Regions from separate parts of the Zea mays genome. Here regions 1, 3 and 4 are each linked to region 2. The links are chromatin contacts, called in public Hi-C maps. All regions are on one chromosome and are shown on one strand. Each heading gives the region's core, a stretch centred on a gene start, on an enhancer-like site or on the middle of the called end of the contact. The rest is flanking DNA. Distances are from core to core; before and after follow the strand shown. Region 1 holds the start of LOC103634805 (16.9 kDa class I heat shock protein 1). Region 2 holds the start of LOC103634806. Region 3 holds the start of LOC103634803 (protein SAR DEFICIENT 1). Region 4 holds the start of LOC100284548 (calmodulin-related protein 2, touch-induced).

The links. A called contact is a pair of places that touch in the nucleus more often than the background predicts.
Region 1: a contact with region 2 is called in a Hi-C map of tassel, with 3 times the contacts expected there. The contact joins the promoter of LOC103634805 here to the promoter of LOC103634806 in region 2. A contact is called at or near these places in 2 of 25 Hi-C or Micro-C datasets (ear and tassel).
Region 3: a contact with region 2 is called in a Hi-C map of ear, with 7 times the contacts expected there. The contact joins the promoter of LOC103634803 here to the promoter of LOC103634806 in region 2. A contact is called at or near these places in 2 of 25 Hi-C or Micro-C datasets (ear and tassel) and 1 of 3 datasets of contacts at active chromatin or transcription factors (leaf).
Region 4: a contact with region 2 is called in a Hi-C map of leaf mesophyll, with 5 times the contacts expected there. The contact joins the promoter of LOC100284548 here to the promoter of LOC103634806 in region 2. A contact is called at or near these places in 10 of 25 Hi-C or Micro-C datasets (bundle sheath, ear, endosperm and 4 more).

The regions. Positions count from the first base shown.
Region 1 is chr8:13,445,348-13,449,361 of Zm-B73-REFERENCE-NAM-5.0, reverse strand. LOC103634805 (16.9 kDa class I heat shock protein 1) reads left to right here and starts at 2,317. Exons shown (of 1, transcript XM_008657394.3): 1 at 2,317-3,309. The coding sequence starts at 2,465. The coding sequence ends at 2,932.
Region 2 is chr8:13,579,717-13,583,552 of Zm-B73-REFERENCE-NAM-5.0, reverse strand. LOC103634806 reads left to right here and starts at 2,207. Exons shown (of 1, transcript XM_008657395.4): 1 at 2,207-3,288. The coding sequence starts at 2,496. The coding sequence ends at 2,927.
Region 3 is chr8:13,333,948-13,338,059 of Zm-B73-REFERENCE-NAM-5.0, reverse strand. LOC103634803 (protein SAR DEFICIENT 1) reads right to left here and starts at 2,730. Exons shown (of 6, transcript XM_008657393.2): 1 at 2,459-2,730; 2 at 2,263-2,338; 3 at 1,431-2,147; 4 at 1,103-1,297; 5 at 882-999; 6 at 69-771. The coding sequence starts at 2,547. The coding sequence ends at 560.
Region 4 is chr8:13,390,818-13,394,727 of Zm-B73-REFERENCE-NAM-5.0, reverse strand. LOC100284548 (calmodulin-related protein 2, touch-induced) reads left to right here and starts at 1,257. Exons shown (of 1, transcript NM_001157443.2): 1 at 1,257-2,123. The coding sequence starts at 1,383. The coding sequence ends at 2,000.

The DNA of each region.
Region 1 (4,014 bases), core at 1,068-3,567, 130 kb after region 2:
GACTATGCAAGTGCCCTTACTTGATCTTGAGGAGGGGACAACGATGTTGAAGGAGCGCAGTGGGGGTACCTAGCGGCAGGAGCGCCCACTACGGTCAATGGAGGAGTGTCAGCGGTAGGACGTGACTGCGGTGGGGGCCGACAGGCGCCAATGGAGCCGGGGCGACTGAGCGTAGGCCTGGGCAAAAAGAACCGGAATCGAGGAACCGAACCGAAATAACCGAGAACCGGAACCGAACTAACCGAACCGAAGGAACCGTTATGAAATTCGGTTTTGGTTTTTTAGAACCGAAATAAATGAGATATTTTCGGTTCTGCACTCCAAAGAACCGAAAAACCCAAAAGTATTAGATTCAATTTGTTACATGTGTTTGTAACTTCGGATGTTGTGTTATCGACTTATGTTGAACCTCTAATCATCCATGTATTATCTATGAAATTATGGTCATTGTGCACTTGTCGTTGTTTGTGGGGAGATGTTGAAATTTCTCACAAAAGTTATCGTTATTTAGAATTTTAGAGTGGCTGTTACAGTTCGATTAGAACCGAGGAACCGAACCGAAGAACCGAATGCCCAGTCCTAACTGAGCGACTGGCAGCGGCGGTAGCGCGGGGGCATGCGGACAGCCGGACAGCGGCGAGCCGGCGACGGGCAGGGCAAAGGGCGCGCCAGCGAGAGAGGCCAAATGACAGCTGAAACGACGTCCGTGAATAGGAACTCCCCATATTTTTTATGGCTGTTAGAAAGACCATCGGACATCTGTTAAATTAATGTTAAGACCCAACAGCTGCCCTAAAAGCCATCGGAAGTAATATGACTGTCCAATTTTGCTTCTTTGTGTATAGATGTATATTTAGGTCGGACCTGATGGACTGGTCCGAAGCACGAAAAAAAACACGAGTTAGGTATAGCACTGTCTGAAATATTTTAGTGTCGAGCCGGGTTTGAACCGAGGTCGCAATCCATGGGCGGGCACGAGCACGGCCCGTTTAAGACAGACACAGAATGACTCAGGGCCCCTTTGGCAGGGCTCTGGCTTCTCCAAAAACGGCTTTGGCTCTGGCTCACGAGGTGAAACCACTTCTTTAGATGAGCCAAAGTCATTCTGAAAAATCATTTGACAAAACGGCTTATAGGTTGTTTTTCAGAAAGACCCTTGTATAGTTTATCTCTCCTGTACGTGGCTAGGGATTGAGGGCAGGACCAAAAAAATAATTTGGACTGGTGGGAGGGCTATTGTGCAAAAAAGACGTGAGCTGAAGCCGGGTGAGCCACTTTTTTTGGCTCATGCCCTCTAGTTCATTTTGGAAAAGCACTTCACTCGTGAAGCCATTTGAAAAAGAGGTGTTTGGCACAACTTTTGCATGAGCCAGAGCCGAAGCTAAAAAATAAGCCCTACCAAAGGGGCCCTCATATAGAGACATGGAAAGGTCCATATATTTATTAAAACACACTTCATTCCACAATTTCATATACTTGATAAAGAACATAAAGCTAGAGATAATGCTAGTTAGATGTTTTTGTAGCTTTGAATTAAAGTATGTGATGTAAATTTACTTTTGTTATGAACATTAGATAATGAACTAAATTTACGAACTTTGTATAGAGCTGATTATACTCTTTTTCCTTCTAACAAAATGATTTGTAAACGAGGTAGTCATTGCACAGCTCTGGTAACTTAATACAAATATTAAGTTTAGTTTTGGTCAAATTTATTTGTCTTATCTTGATTTGTTTTATTAAATTTATTTTGAATTTAGGGTTCTGATGTGAATTTCGAGCCAAAAATTGAATTTTTGGTCCTGATATGAATTTCAGGCTTTTATAATTTCAGGCCGCCCGAAATAAGCCCGACACGTTTAGTCAATTACGTGACGGACCGTGGGCCAGCCCGACGCAGCCCAAAATTCAAACAATACGAACCTTTTTGGGCTTGGGCCAGGCCGGGCTCGGCCCGAATGTACACATGTACCTCTGTGTGTATGTGTACGTATGTATACATGTGTAATGAAAGCTAATATATCACACTCACAATATATATGAGTACTACAAAGTTTCCAAAGACCCTCGGATGGATAATTCAGAATTTAATCGAAACGAAAGAAAAGCAATCGTGTGAATCGTCCAGCTCCAGGAAGATTTCTCTGGAATGGAAGTGGGCCCTTCGTAGTTCTCGAAGCAATAATTGGACAGCACGCACTACAGCAGTGGAGAATTGGAGATAGCTCGAGACGTCTCAGGAATGGGTTGTGGATGGAGGATCGGTCCTATAAATAACCTGCCACGCACAGATTGCTGCAACCCACACCACCAAGGAGAAATTGCAAAGCTCTATACCTGACCTGCCACTAGCGAAGCATACTTCGTCGACGTCGAGCACACTCTTGCAATTAATCCACCGAGTTCGGTTTAGTGTTTTACTCTCAGACGTACGCATAAATATAGCATAGCATCGACAATAATAATGTCGCTCGTGAGTCGGCGCAGCAGCAACGTGTTGGACCCCTTCTCCCTCGACCTCTGGTGGGACCCCTTCGACATGTTCCGCTCCATCGTCCCGTCGGCGGCCTCCTCCGGGGGTTCCGAGACCGCCGCCTTCGCCAACGCCCGCGTGGACTGGAAGGAGACGCCCGAGGCGCACGTGTTCAAGGCCGACCTCCCCGGCGTCAAGAAGGAGGAGGTCAAGGTCGAGGTGGAGGACGGCAACGTGCTCGTCATCAGCGGCAAGCGCAGCAGGGAGGAGGAGGACAAGAACGACAAGTGGCACCGCGTCGAGCGCAGCAGCGGCCAGTTCGTGCGGCGCTTCCGCCTGCCTGAGAACGCCAAGGTGGACGAGGTGAAGGCGGGCCTCGAGAACGGCGTGCTCACGGTCACCGTGCCTAAGACGGAGGTGAAGAAGCCCGAGGTGAAGGCTATCGAGATCTCTGGTTGAGCGTCCGTTGGACGTCGATTGGAGCCCCGTTGTACTGCTACTGGTCCGTGGATGTCCTGCATGTTGCGCTTGTTAAGGATAAAATGATTTCGTCCACGTCAGCAATCCGGAGGAAGAAACACACTTAATATCAAAGGTGGAGATTAACAAGATCGACGGTCATTAGTTAATAGGATTAGTGTTAATAATATTCCTTTATGTAAATCCTGTTTCCGAACAGGCACCTTTTCCCTCTCTCCTACGACGAGGAAACCGTCTTTAGCGAACGGACAAGTTTTCTGTCGTTTCACTATGTATAAATACACACCATCATTGAATGAAAAAGTTACGCATCATTTGCTTCAGTCCCTTCTTTTTCTAACACGTTATCAGCACCCGCTCTCGCCACCCGCTCTCGCCAGAAGAAGAACAGACGAACAGGGAAAGAAGAACGGAAAATGCAAACACAAACTCAACCTCCGGGCTATGAAGAACTTGCACATGATGGAACTAATTATCCCGCATGGGCAACAGATATCAAAATTGTTCTTGCCTCCAAAGGAATTCTAAATGCAATCTCTGCACCTCAACTAAATGAGGAACCTATTGATGATAAAACCAAGTTTACTGCATTATTACTCTTAAGGCAATCCATACATCCAGATCTTAAAAGAGAATATCTGTTAGAGGAAAACCCTCAAACATTATGGAATGCACTTAAAGAACGTTATGAACACCAAAAGGAATTGGTACTTCCAACAGCTGAACATGAATGGAATCACCTGCGCTTACAAGATTTTAAATCTATCGGTGAATACAATCATGCAGTTCATAACATATGCACTAAACTACGTTTTTGTGAAAAAGAACCATCTGATGAGGAGAAAATTCGCAAAACACTAAATACGATGCATCCTGCGGACAGAGTTCTTTGTAACCAATATCGCAAGGAAAACCACATAGTTTATGCCAAGCTTATTCACTCATTAGATCAGGCAGAAAGAAATGATGAACTTCTATTAAAGAACCATCATATGCGCCCGATTGGTGCAACCCCTCTGCCTGAAGTCCATAATGTTCAGAATAAAGCTTCAAGACATAAA
Region 2 (3,836 bases), core at 958-3,457:
CAGGTTCGCCAGACAAAATGATCTAACTACTACCGATTATTATGATTCAATGATGGATAATATTGATGAGGTGACTGACAAAAGGATGATAGCTTTGGGAGCTATAGAAAAGGACAAAATCATGGTAGCCAGGGCCTACAACAAGAAGGTCAAAGCAAAATCTTTTCAAGTAGGGGACCTGGTGTGGAAGACCATTCTGCCTCTAAGGAGTAAAGACCGGAAGTTCGGGAAATGGTCACCAAGCTGGGAAGGCCCTTATAAAGTAAAACAGGTGATGTCTGGCAACGCCTATTTGCTACAAACATTACAAGGCAAGGACTTGCCCAAGGCTTTGAATGGGCGTTTCCTCAAACAATACCATCCTAGTATGTGGCAGGATGCCTAAGAAAACCGATGTAATCACATCGAGTTAGTTGCTTTTGGGTTGCTCAGCTCCACCAAAAGGCAGGGGGGCATATGTTGAGCGCCATATTGAGCGGCCGGACGGTCCGGCCCTGAGGCCGGACGGTCCGCGGTCCGGACAGTCCGCGCCTGTGGGCCGGACGGTCCGCGCATGCGCAGAGCAGTTTAGGGTTACGAGTTTTGTGCTATGTTTGTTAGCTAGATTTGCGGAATTAACCCGGAATCCAGTCGTGTAAAGGGTCCAGCCCCCTCCTCTATATAAAGAGAGGTCTACGGCCGATTTGTAATCAACAATCGAATCAATACAACTTCTATTCGCATTTATTTTCAGTACAATTAGGAGTAGTTCTAGTCTAGTTCTAGTTTAGCCTCTCAATCCCCAAATTCTTCGCCTCTCTTCGACTCTACGCCGATTAGAGGAGTCTAGGTCGGTCGGCCCGAGCCTAGACAACCCCTAGGATCTCTCCTCCCCGATGGGGTCCCTCCCGGGAGCGAGATCCAGGCACCGCCGGCGATCTTCCGCCGCCCCTGCACACGCGCGGACCGTCCAGCCCCAGGGCGCGGACCGTCCGGCCGACAGGCAGGAAACCCTAGCCCCTGCGCCAGGTCGCGGACCGTCCGGCCCTGTGCCGCGGACCGTCCGCGCCTGACCAGAGAGCACCGCCGCCGGTTCTTCTTGGGTATTTGGCGCTCCAAAAAAGCGTCAACACAGTTGTTTTGGAACAGTATTCTGTGTGTTGTTTTTTTCTCGTCGTATAGACAGTACTGCACAGCCACGTCGCTATGCCAAAAAGGCAGCAGCAGTACTATCCCACACTATACATGTCTAAACGGGTGGGCCGTGCAGTACGGCTCGGCACGGGCCCGCCTTCGACCCGGCACGCCTGAGCCCGTTAGGTTGACGGGCTGTGCTGGACTGGGCCACTGTGCCACATCCCAGACTCAAGCACGGCACGCACATAGCCAAGTCGTGCCGGCCCGGCCCGCAGTCCGTTAAGGCCCGTCGTGCTTTGGCCGGAGTAGGAAAAAAACTAAAAATAAGCTTTAAAATGTCTAGCTACACCACTCTAGCCAACTAAACCAAACTTATTTTATATCTAAACTATTAAAGTTGCTTCTAATATACAAAGAAATGCACTGGAAAATAAAAAAAATAACCGGGCCGTGCTCGGGCCGGCACGGCGTGCCACGACAGCGGTCCAAGCCCAGCCCAAATACCGGGCCATGCCGTGTTCGTGACGGGCCAAAAACATGTCGTGGCACGGGCCACCCGACGGCCACGGGTCATTTGTACATCTCTATCCCACACTGTCGCTAGAAATATCAATTCGCTTGACGTCTGACAGAAGCAGTCATAGCACCACACCACTATCCAAAAACGAACGCGTCAAATCGCGTCGCCCGACAACACACGCATCTCGTTCTGTCCCGGTGCGAGAACTGGGATCCGACGGCGACGTATACCGCGCACACACAGGTAGAAGAATAACAACGCTCCGACGGAAAGACGCCGTTAGCCATGGCGGCGACGGCGACCGTCGGTCCGGGCACGCGCGGCGCAGCGCGTCTTACCAAGAATCGCGCGTCCTCTAGCGCCGCGGTGGTTGGCGCATGACGGCGATCCTGATGCGGACGCTGGCTGGGCACACTCTCTCTCCCTGCCTTCCAAATGGCGGTGCGTGGCCCCTCGCAAGCTACTCGTCGTCGTAAACAAAGAAACCAGGGAATTTATTTTTTCAGTTTGGACCTCGACACCATTGCGATGTGCCAAGCTGCCCTCCCTGGCTGATGTGTCAAGGGCCTCGTTGGAATAGTTGTGTACGACAGGGTCTGATGCGGGTAACTCTCCTCAACGCATAGATAGATGAATACCTTACCATATACGAACATGACAAAACCGATAGATAGATATATAGGCGTGTGTATTAACTAGAGCAGCGTTCCTGGCTGTTCAGCTTCCGAATCCGTGGTAGACTGGTAGTAGTAGCAGACCGGCTAAAATGTGAGCACGGTTAGCATATATATAACTGCACGTCCACAACGCCAAGTGATCAGAGGGGCCAGCCAATTATTGGAGCGACGAGGAGAGAACAATGGCCGCCGTCAGGCTCCTAAAGCTAAACAAGCAGCCCAGGGCGAAGAGCTTGTGGACCCTCGTGCGCCGCCTGCTCCTCCTCCGCAGAAGCCGCAAGCAGCAGCAGCAGCCGGCGGCGGCGGAGCAGGATAGCGAAGGAGAGAAGAGCCACCTGCTGAGCCGGAGCTCTCTGGAGCAGCTGCTTGTCACGTCGTCGACGGATGGCGCTGCCTGCCGGTGCGCCAAGAAGCTCGGGCAGCCTGTGGCGCCGCTTCGCCCGGAGGCGGCGGATGCGGATGCGGATGCGGCTGCGGGTGCGGCGTCGCCGACTGGTGGTGCGCACCGTGGCGCCGCGCCGGCCGCGCACCGGAGGTTCATGTTCGGCGGGTTCCGCCGACGGCTGCTCATGCGGAGGCCGTGGCGGCCGATGCTCGTCGCCATCCCGGAGTGATCGAATCCGTTCAGTAACCGCATGCCTGGTGACGGGGAAATGCGAGCGCTGGGGTATGATTCGGCAGGCGTTCAAGTGCGCCAGTCAGTCCGTCAGATCAGCTCCGTACGGCGCTAATTCCAGTGTCCCATTCTTCTGAGACGCACTTGTGCCCAGCCCTGTATAGCTTTGCGTGCTGGTCCCGGGTTCTTGTCTGTTCCTCCCTCCCTCCCTTCCTTCCTATCCTCGCCGCGGGCGATCTGCTTTTCCTCGTTGTTCGAACATATAAAATGTACTAATGTAACCTGTACTACGCCAAATCCGGACAAGATAATTTGATCCGGCAAAGAACCTGCCTCGGACTCCGGTAAAGCGAACCCAATGATTAGTCCCAACATCTCTGCCAACATTTCAGTTCAAAACTTCAAATCATACTTACGTACAATTTTAAACTTGGCACAGTTGCACTTGGCAGCAGTATCTCTGTTGTCTGGATATCCGCGCCCAAGCTATTCAACAAATGTTCATTCAGTGAAATCTGGGTCATGTCGACATGTGTGTTCGGCTCTTCGCTATCTTGCTTTCGGCGACGAGGAAGCCGAAGACTGGCTTCTTTTTTTTCCAGCCAGCATGCTGGGCTGGGCTACAGCAACAGAAGAACCCAGCTGCATCGTACTGAAGACTGGCCCGCCTCTCCGAAACGGGCCTGATCAAGGCCTGTCGACGTATTGAGATTGCCTGCATCAGTATGCCAGTTGGCTATTGGGTTAGGATTCTTAACATAGGGTAAGAGCAACTCCGAAAGAATGTTAAAAATTTTACCCCCAAAATTGATTATTAAGAGCAGGCTAAAAAATTTTAAGAGTGAATTATGATGGGTACTCCAACAGTTCCTTTAAATGTGACATGTGACACAATCTGTACAGTCGT
Region 3 (4,112 bases), core at 1,481-3,980, 250 kb after region 2:
GAGTCCTCGAACATTCGTGTTTATGTAAAAAAAAGGCGGTTTCATTTCTTTATTGCGACCTTGGTGTTTACAGGACACAAAAAAAAAAGTTTTGAAAAAATATCAAAGAAGAAATCAGAACTAGTATATGTTTACTCAACTAGTTCTGCTGCTAGCCCTTGTAGTTGTAGGCATATACCAGCCAGCCCCACGCGTCGCTGCTCCGACGTTACATTTACATGCAACTCAACTCATCTTTGGGAGCAGGAGCAGGAGCAGAGCAGGACGCTCCACGACCAGGCTGAACGGGAAAACTGAGAGATTACAATTACAACAAAGAATACGAATCAAACCAAAGAATCCTGCACTAGCTCGCTCGCCGCTTCTCGCTGCTCGCGGACGCTCGGCGGCGCGTCCGGCGATGCAGTGAAGGGCAGCTCGAACTCACCTACCCTTAGACCCTGCTGTTACATGAACACACACAGACACACTCACACACATGATCCTGGTCGTGGACATACAACCACGTTGTAGTTTTTTTTTAATGTTCATCCTGTTGCTGGAACCTTGCTAGCGATCTTCACTCGAGTTCCTCGTTCATGTCTTCTTCGGGGCTTACCCATCCAGCGCACATGTGGAACGCTTGGCCAGTCCACTGGTAGCCGAAGCTGTTGACCTGGGGAACGGGAACCACGTCGTCGTCGTCGTCGTCGTCGGGGAAGTCCATCTCCGCGGCGTTCTGGAACCAGAGCGGTGTGTCCACCGGCGCCGGCGCCGCGACGTGCGCTGCGTCTGCAGGTCGCCCGTGCACAAGGTGTTAGAGCAGGGGAATAATCGAGGCGGTCAGGCGGAACTCCTAACCGTCTGCAACTAGAAAGGAAAGTTGGTTGGGACACTTTTACTCTGCAGCAGCGGAGCGTTGGTGTCGGTGTGGCCGTCGAGCATGAAGGCCTCCTCGGCCGCGTCCTGGAGGCTGTGGCGGTGCTCGTACGCGTCCTGCAGCATCTGCTGCACCATCATCTGCCGGAGCCGGAACGAGAGTACATGTCAGAACGAACAAAACCAATGGGAGCTCATGCTCATCTGACCTTCTGTTCTGAGATGGCGCTGGCGGAGGACTCACCGTCTGGCCCCTGTTCAGCTGCTGCAGCGGCCACTCGACGCCGCCGACGTCGACCCTCACGACGTTGAAGATGGAGTCCACGAAGATGGTGCCGTGCGGCGTGGCGTGCGCGTACACCTTGCCGTCGGGGGCGCAGGTCCTGGCGTGCCTCGTCGCCGCCTCCCACATGCGGTCTCTCATGCCGTCGCCCAGAATCTGACCCCTCCTCCCCCACAGAAACCCACAATCAATAGCACTGCAGTAGTTACTTACTACTACAAGCTAGCACGGTTGATGAAATGAAATGAAAATGGACGCCAAGCTGCGTTCTGAACGCATGCAAACTCACCGCGCGAAGCTCGTCGGGGTTCACCATGAGCATCCGGACGAACTCCTGCACGGTGCCGACGTTGCGGCACATCAGCCTCGTGTGGAACGCGCCTCCCATGCGGATCTTCTCCAGCCTCCACACGTCGTCCGTGAGGGCGGGCGGGTAGTGCTTGCGGCACCGCTCGCCCCTGTGGTCCTTGACCACGAAGGCCTCCGTCACGGCCTCCTGGACCCGCGCGCCGCCGCCGCCGCCGCCGCCGCAGGCCGCGCGGGCGGCGATGCGGAACCTGCGGCTGCGGACCCAGGACGAGTTGTCCGTGAACCGGAGCTCGCCCACCGTGGCGCGCCCGTCCCTCAGGGTGAGACCGACGTCGCCGGTCAGGAGCGGGCGCCTGCCCTCGCGCTCCCTCACGACGCTCCTCTCCAACTCGTCCGCGGCCCAGTCCTCGCGCCCGTCCGGCGGGAAGTCGCCCAACACCGGGACCAGCTCCACGCGCAGCGCCCGCGGGACCGGGGGCGCGGCGGGCGAGCCGGTGCACGCGTCCACGAGGACCACCTCCAGCGGCCTCCCGGCCTCGCCCTCGATCTTGCTGCCCGTGAAGATCGGCAGCTGCGGCGGCGTCCGGAACGCCAGCTTCCACGCCGCCCGTTCCGCCGCCGGCGTCTCCGCCGGCGCCCTCTCGATGTAGCGCAGGCTCTGCATGAGCCTGAGCCCTGCCTCGACCTCCTCTTGCACCTGCACCAAGCCACCAACGGTGACCACGAGACACGGAGCCGGTCACGACGCCTGCTTGCTTCGCTCGCAGGAAGAAATGGGAATCGAGCCGGCCGGTCGGCCGGCCGTCGCTTACCACTCGGCGGATGAGAGGCTCCAGACACCTGAGCAGGTTCTGCATCTCCTTCTGCATCATCGCCTCCCGAATCACCCTGCAATTCGTGGATCGCGAACAGTCAGTCCGATCGAGCGGCCATTAACGAAAACAGAGGGGGAGCAAGAGCGAGAGCCAGCTCGGGAGATGAAAGAAAGAAGGCACGCGGCTCCCGTACGTCGACAAGGACGGCAGGCGGCGCATGCGGTTGTCGCCGGGCTGGTCGCCGTCCTGCTCGTACCCGTCGTGGAGGTGCTTCGCCGCCATTGTTGCTGTTGCTACTAGCGCAGGGACGGTCGGTCACCGTTTCTTGGGCGCTAAGGTCTCGAAGCTATTTTCAGAGACAAGGTGGATCCAATCCAAGCAGAATGATTGACTGGGCTAGCTGCTCGAGTAGGAGAGGAGGCTGAGAATGGTTTTTTGTGCGTTGGCCGTTGGTGCGGTTTGGGCAGAGTTGCTCGCTAGCGTCCGCCATTCTTATATAGAGACAGACGCAATGTGTGCCGGGCTGGGCCGGGCCGGCGTTGCACAGTGTGCTCGCGGGAAATGAGAGGTGGGAGCACCGAAGTCAGGAAGGTGCCGCGAAGCGCGAAGGTGAGACTTGCCGATGCCATAGAGTGAGGAAGTGAGGAGAGCGAGGTCGACTTGTCGCGTTCGTGTGATCGTGTCTCTCGTCACCAGCCAGAGCTGCCTCTCATTGTTCGATGAAAGTGCCGTGCGTCTTGATTTAAATTTTGATGCAGCGGCCGGAATAGTGCTGTTGCTATATCAACGTAAACCAACCAGGCTTAAGAATCAGGAATCAGGTCTTGTTTAGTATAATTCTGTATTATTATTAGAATACTTTAGATTAAAATCAGGTGTTCTTACTGCTGCAACTGTAATCTATAGAGATAAAACAATAATAAAAGCCAGTACGGATTAAAGCCAAGCGAACGTGAATTTATTTCTTTAGCCTAATAAATAGCTAGGTTGAAGTTGTTATATAAAAGCATTTGGTAGAACAGTTTTCCATACTTCTCGTATACTAGATTGAATAGACTGAGAGAGTGACATAAGTGAAACTAGTGCTTTTAGCTTGATCTAGCATTTGAACGTAATGGCAGGAGCTCTACCTTTTAATTAAAAAAAGAATATAATTGACTCAATTTTAAGAAAAATCGAGCCTGAAACCTATGCAGAGTGCACAAACAGGCCAGGCAACGTCAGCTCCCACATACAACCCATCCATAGTCATCGTTGCTGAGCTCGACACAAGGGACAAGCAGCTTCGACTCCGCAAGACGGGCCGCACACGGCCAAAGAAAACACGATGATGCCTACACCCAAACACCAACACAAAAGGAGCAAGATCGCGGTGCGTCGTCGTTGCGAAGCCTCAACACATCCTATGTGAGGTAGCTCTGATTCTACACCAACGAGCTCAATCCTCCGTCCCACCCCAGGCAATTGCCCAACCTATGAAACAATCAAGTCCACAAAGAAGGGGGGGTTCGCCACCTGTCATCGTTGTCGAGTCACATCCCTTGATGTAGCAGCTTCGACTTCATGTTGCAAAAACCCACCTTGACCCACATACTAGACGGCGAGAAGCGAAAGCAACAACCGAAAGGGGATGTCGTGGTCGATACGAACATCAATGCGACGCCTTCAAGAAGGTAGTGACGTCGGGGATGACACTGTCGTGTGTCCGATATGCATCGGGCTTTCGCCCAAGGAAGACATTGCTGGAGGATGCGACACCCTCGACAGGGATGCGGCACCCACATATGTCACCGTCGTCGAGGCTTTCGCCCAAGATGCCCCCAGCACATCAACACGCCAAGATGCAC
Region 4 (3,910 bases), core at 8-2,507, 190 kb after region 2:
GTAGTGTCTACCTCAAGATAGACTCTGGAATGGAATACTTGAGAAAACCATGTTTTGTTTGGTCCTATAAAATGATAATTTCCCCAAAGCAATGTTTGTACACCAGTTGACCTTTTAATAAGAAGGTCCTTGAGATATGTAATATAACTAAAGCTCACCCGTTAAACACCTCGATAGTTGTAAGATCCATTCAAAAGGATATTATTCCATTTAGACCAGAGAGGGATGATGAGAAATAACTATGACCTGATGTTGTTTTACCTCAGCGCCATTGGAAAAATGATGTATCTTGCAAATTGCATTTACAGTGAATTCGCTAGCTAAACACAATGCGAACCCAACTACAAGACATTGGACATGTGTCCAGACTGTACTAAAATACCTCAAAGTCACTCAAGATCTTAGACATTTTTTCCCAGAGAATCCGTACCAAACTTTGGTGGATTGTATAGATGTCGGATGTCAGAAAATATTCATAATGCTAGATCTCAGATCGCCTTTGTGCTTCTCTATGGTGGTACTTTCGTATCCTAGCAATCTGACACACTAGCACCTATATCTACTAACCACTCAGAGATAGTCGTATTATACGAAGCTACACGTGAATATGCTTGGCTACGATGAATGACTAATCACATTTAAAAGTCATGTGATTTTAACACTCCAAAATACCTACATAGTTATCTACGAAGATAATGCAACGTATGTTGCACATATCACATATGAAAATTTGATATATTAAGAAAGATATGACTAAATATATTTCTCTTAAATTTTCTCGTCCTCATAAATTCCAGAATAAGGACAAGACGTCAAGTCTTGTGATAATATTTCTAATTTATTCACTAAATTCTAATCGATGCGACCACGTGCCTTGCGGACCCATGAGGATATGAGTATGACGCTTTTGGTAGTACGTACTACGTACTGACGTGGGCGGTAAATTCAGGCTGCCCGCCTCCTCGACGCGCTTCTGCTTTTCCGGGAAGCTGCCGGCTGGAGCAAGGAGACACGCCGAGATCCGCACCGGCCGCGCGGCCTCTCCACCGGCCGTACATGTGGCTCGGCCGCGGCGCGATGCCTGGCAGATTCGCCGACCGAGGCAGGCGCCACGAGACCCCATCTGGCAGTCGTCACGTACGTACGACTACGAGAAAAGTCGGCGCCCTGCCACTGCGTGTCAAAACCGCGTCGTCGCCAGCGGCTATTAATACCTCCGGCGAGACCACTCGCCGTTACAACCATCAGGACGCGGACGCGGCTCACATCAAACACCCCCTTCAGCTGTGCTCGGTGCTCACTGCCGCAAAACCACAACCACACAGGGAAGCGCCCAGCGCCCAGCACCCTTTCAAATCACCACATCCACGCTCCTCCGTTCCATGGCCATGTCGAGCAGCGCCAGCAAGAAGCAAGCCCAGGCCCAGGCCCAGAAGGCCGGGCGGAGGCCCCCGGCGGTGTCGTCGGCCGCGGCCGCGGACGCGGACGCGGAGATGCAGAGGGTGTTCTCGCGCATCGACGCGGACGGCGACGGGCGGATCTCGCCGTCGGAGCTGGCGGCGGTGTCGCGCGCCATCTCCCCGCCGGCGAGCTCCTCGCACGGGCGGCGCGAGGTGGCGGCCATGATGGACGAGCTGGACACGGACCGCGACGGCTTCGTGGACCTGGGCGAGTTCAGGGCGTTCCACGCGCGCGGCGTTGGCGGCGGCGGGGACGACGGCGACGACGCGGAGCTCCGCGCCGCCTTCGCCGTGTACGACGCCGACGGCGACGGGCGCATCACGGCGGCCGAGCTGGGCAGCGTGCTCGCCCGCATCGGCGAGGGGTGCAGCGCCGAGGAGTGCCGCCGGATGATCGCCGGCGTCGACGCCGACGGCGACGGCTGCGTCGGGTTCGAGGAGTTCAAGATCATGATGCGCGGCCCCCAGCCCCAGCCCCAGCCTCAGCCTCAGGCCGGCGCCGGAGTGACAGCCGTGCCGGACAAGGCCAAGAAGGAGTGACGGGTGTAGGTGTAGGTGTACTCATCTGGGCATCAGTCGGGGGGAAGGGATCGAGTTCCTCTGCCTCTTCTGTTGCTTTCACCTAGTCTGGACTGGAGGAATGGAAATACTCAACTTCCTGCATAAGACTACTTATTATCTACAGTATTATTATGTATATTGTGGCGTGTCCGATTTCCTGAGCCAGATCACACCCGTCTTGTTTGACTTCTCACTTCTCCAAGCCGTTCCCACAGCTCACATGTGTGCAATTTCGCTGCGATTCGATGGTTCTGGTCAGAGGATTAGCGCGGAAGCAAACACGGCAATCTAGGGACAGAAAAAAAGAGTTCTTCAGACACGAGTTTTTCTCTGAACCTTCTTCTGCTTTCCTGTGATTTCCCTGTTCCAGATTTCGGTGAGCTTTCGTTTGATCTTTGACAGCCTGTAGTGACCAGCAATATGCGTTCGCCATCCCGAGAGCAAAGTGGTCGTGGCCGTGGGTGACTGACCGCGGCACTGAAGCATCACATTCTGTGGCTTTGTGAGCAGTTGCTGCCTTGCTGGTCTTGATCTCCACGGACCACGGCAAGTCGCAGTCGGCAACGCCCTTCGGAACCATCCAGCCCCTCTTTCGGATCACGCAGAGTGCAGACGAAGATCTTCGCTTGTTCAGCCCGTCATCTAAAGCTCAGATCTTCAGAGATATAGTATCAGTTTGATCTGTCCAAGCTCACTTTCTCTTCTTGGGGTCGACCGAAGTTTCAAATCAAATGGACTCCCACGATCATAATCGAAGAGACAAAAAAAAGATACGCAGAATGTGGATATACTGGTCAAAAGCTAATTAATTGGACGGTGCTCACCACAGGGCAAGAGAGAGAGAGAGCTTGGCACAATCGCCACCGGTTCGTGTATCCCTGTGAGACCCGTGGCCGGAGTAGCGCCAACTCCGACGTGAGCACCCCAGGTGGCTGCCTCCGAGGGAAGGACAAGCGCAGGTAATAGAAATTCTGTTTGGTGGTTGTTTTTCTTCTCTATCTTGTCTGCTGATTAACAGATGATTCAGGGTTTAAGTACACCCTCCTTACAAGGCCAGACGGCCCAAACCCTTGGCCCAATAGGCCTAATCACAAACAAAACTTTAATTACACAGATTACTCCTCCGCTCAACCTTCTCCTCTTTCAGCCTTCCACTTGCTCATGTGCAGATCCCATGTTCCTGACATCTTCCCCCCTTCAAAAGTTGATTGCCCCCAATCAAGAGCATCAGTAAAACGTCTCTTCAGAACCTCATAATCTTTCCAAGTTGTTGCGTCTGCAGGTAGATTCGACCAAGCCACTCGAATCTGAACCACCGGTTTGTTACCCTTTCGAACCATTCGCCTCTCCACAATTTGAACAGGATAAACCTGTACTTGAGACAAATCCACCAATTGCGAAATATCTGAAAACACCGGAGTAAAATTAGGTGTAGACGGCTTCAGCTGTGAAACGTGGAAAACCGGATGCACCAAAGCTGTAGCCGGCAACTCCAACTTGTATGCCATTGACCCTATACGCTGAACCACCTTAAAGGATCCAAAGAACTTGAAAGCGAGCTTCGGGTGAGCTCGACTGACCACCGAATTTTGAACATAAGGCTGGAGTTTGAGTAAGACCCGATCACCAACTTGAAACACACGCTCCACCCGATGCTTATCAGCTTGCACCTTCATGCGGTTCTGAGCTGCAGCCAATTTCTCTCTGAACACAGAAGAGTAAGCCAACCGATCCTGAATCAAGCTCTCCACTGTAGAATCAAGTCCTGCAACAATCGGTGCAGCCGCAAACACTGGATCGTAGCCATACAAAGCTTTAAAAGGTGAGCACCCTAAAGCAGTGTGATATTGTTGGAACTTGTCCTTCTCAGGTTGTAGCCGTGAGCAGCA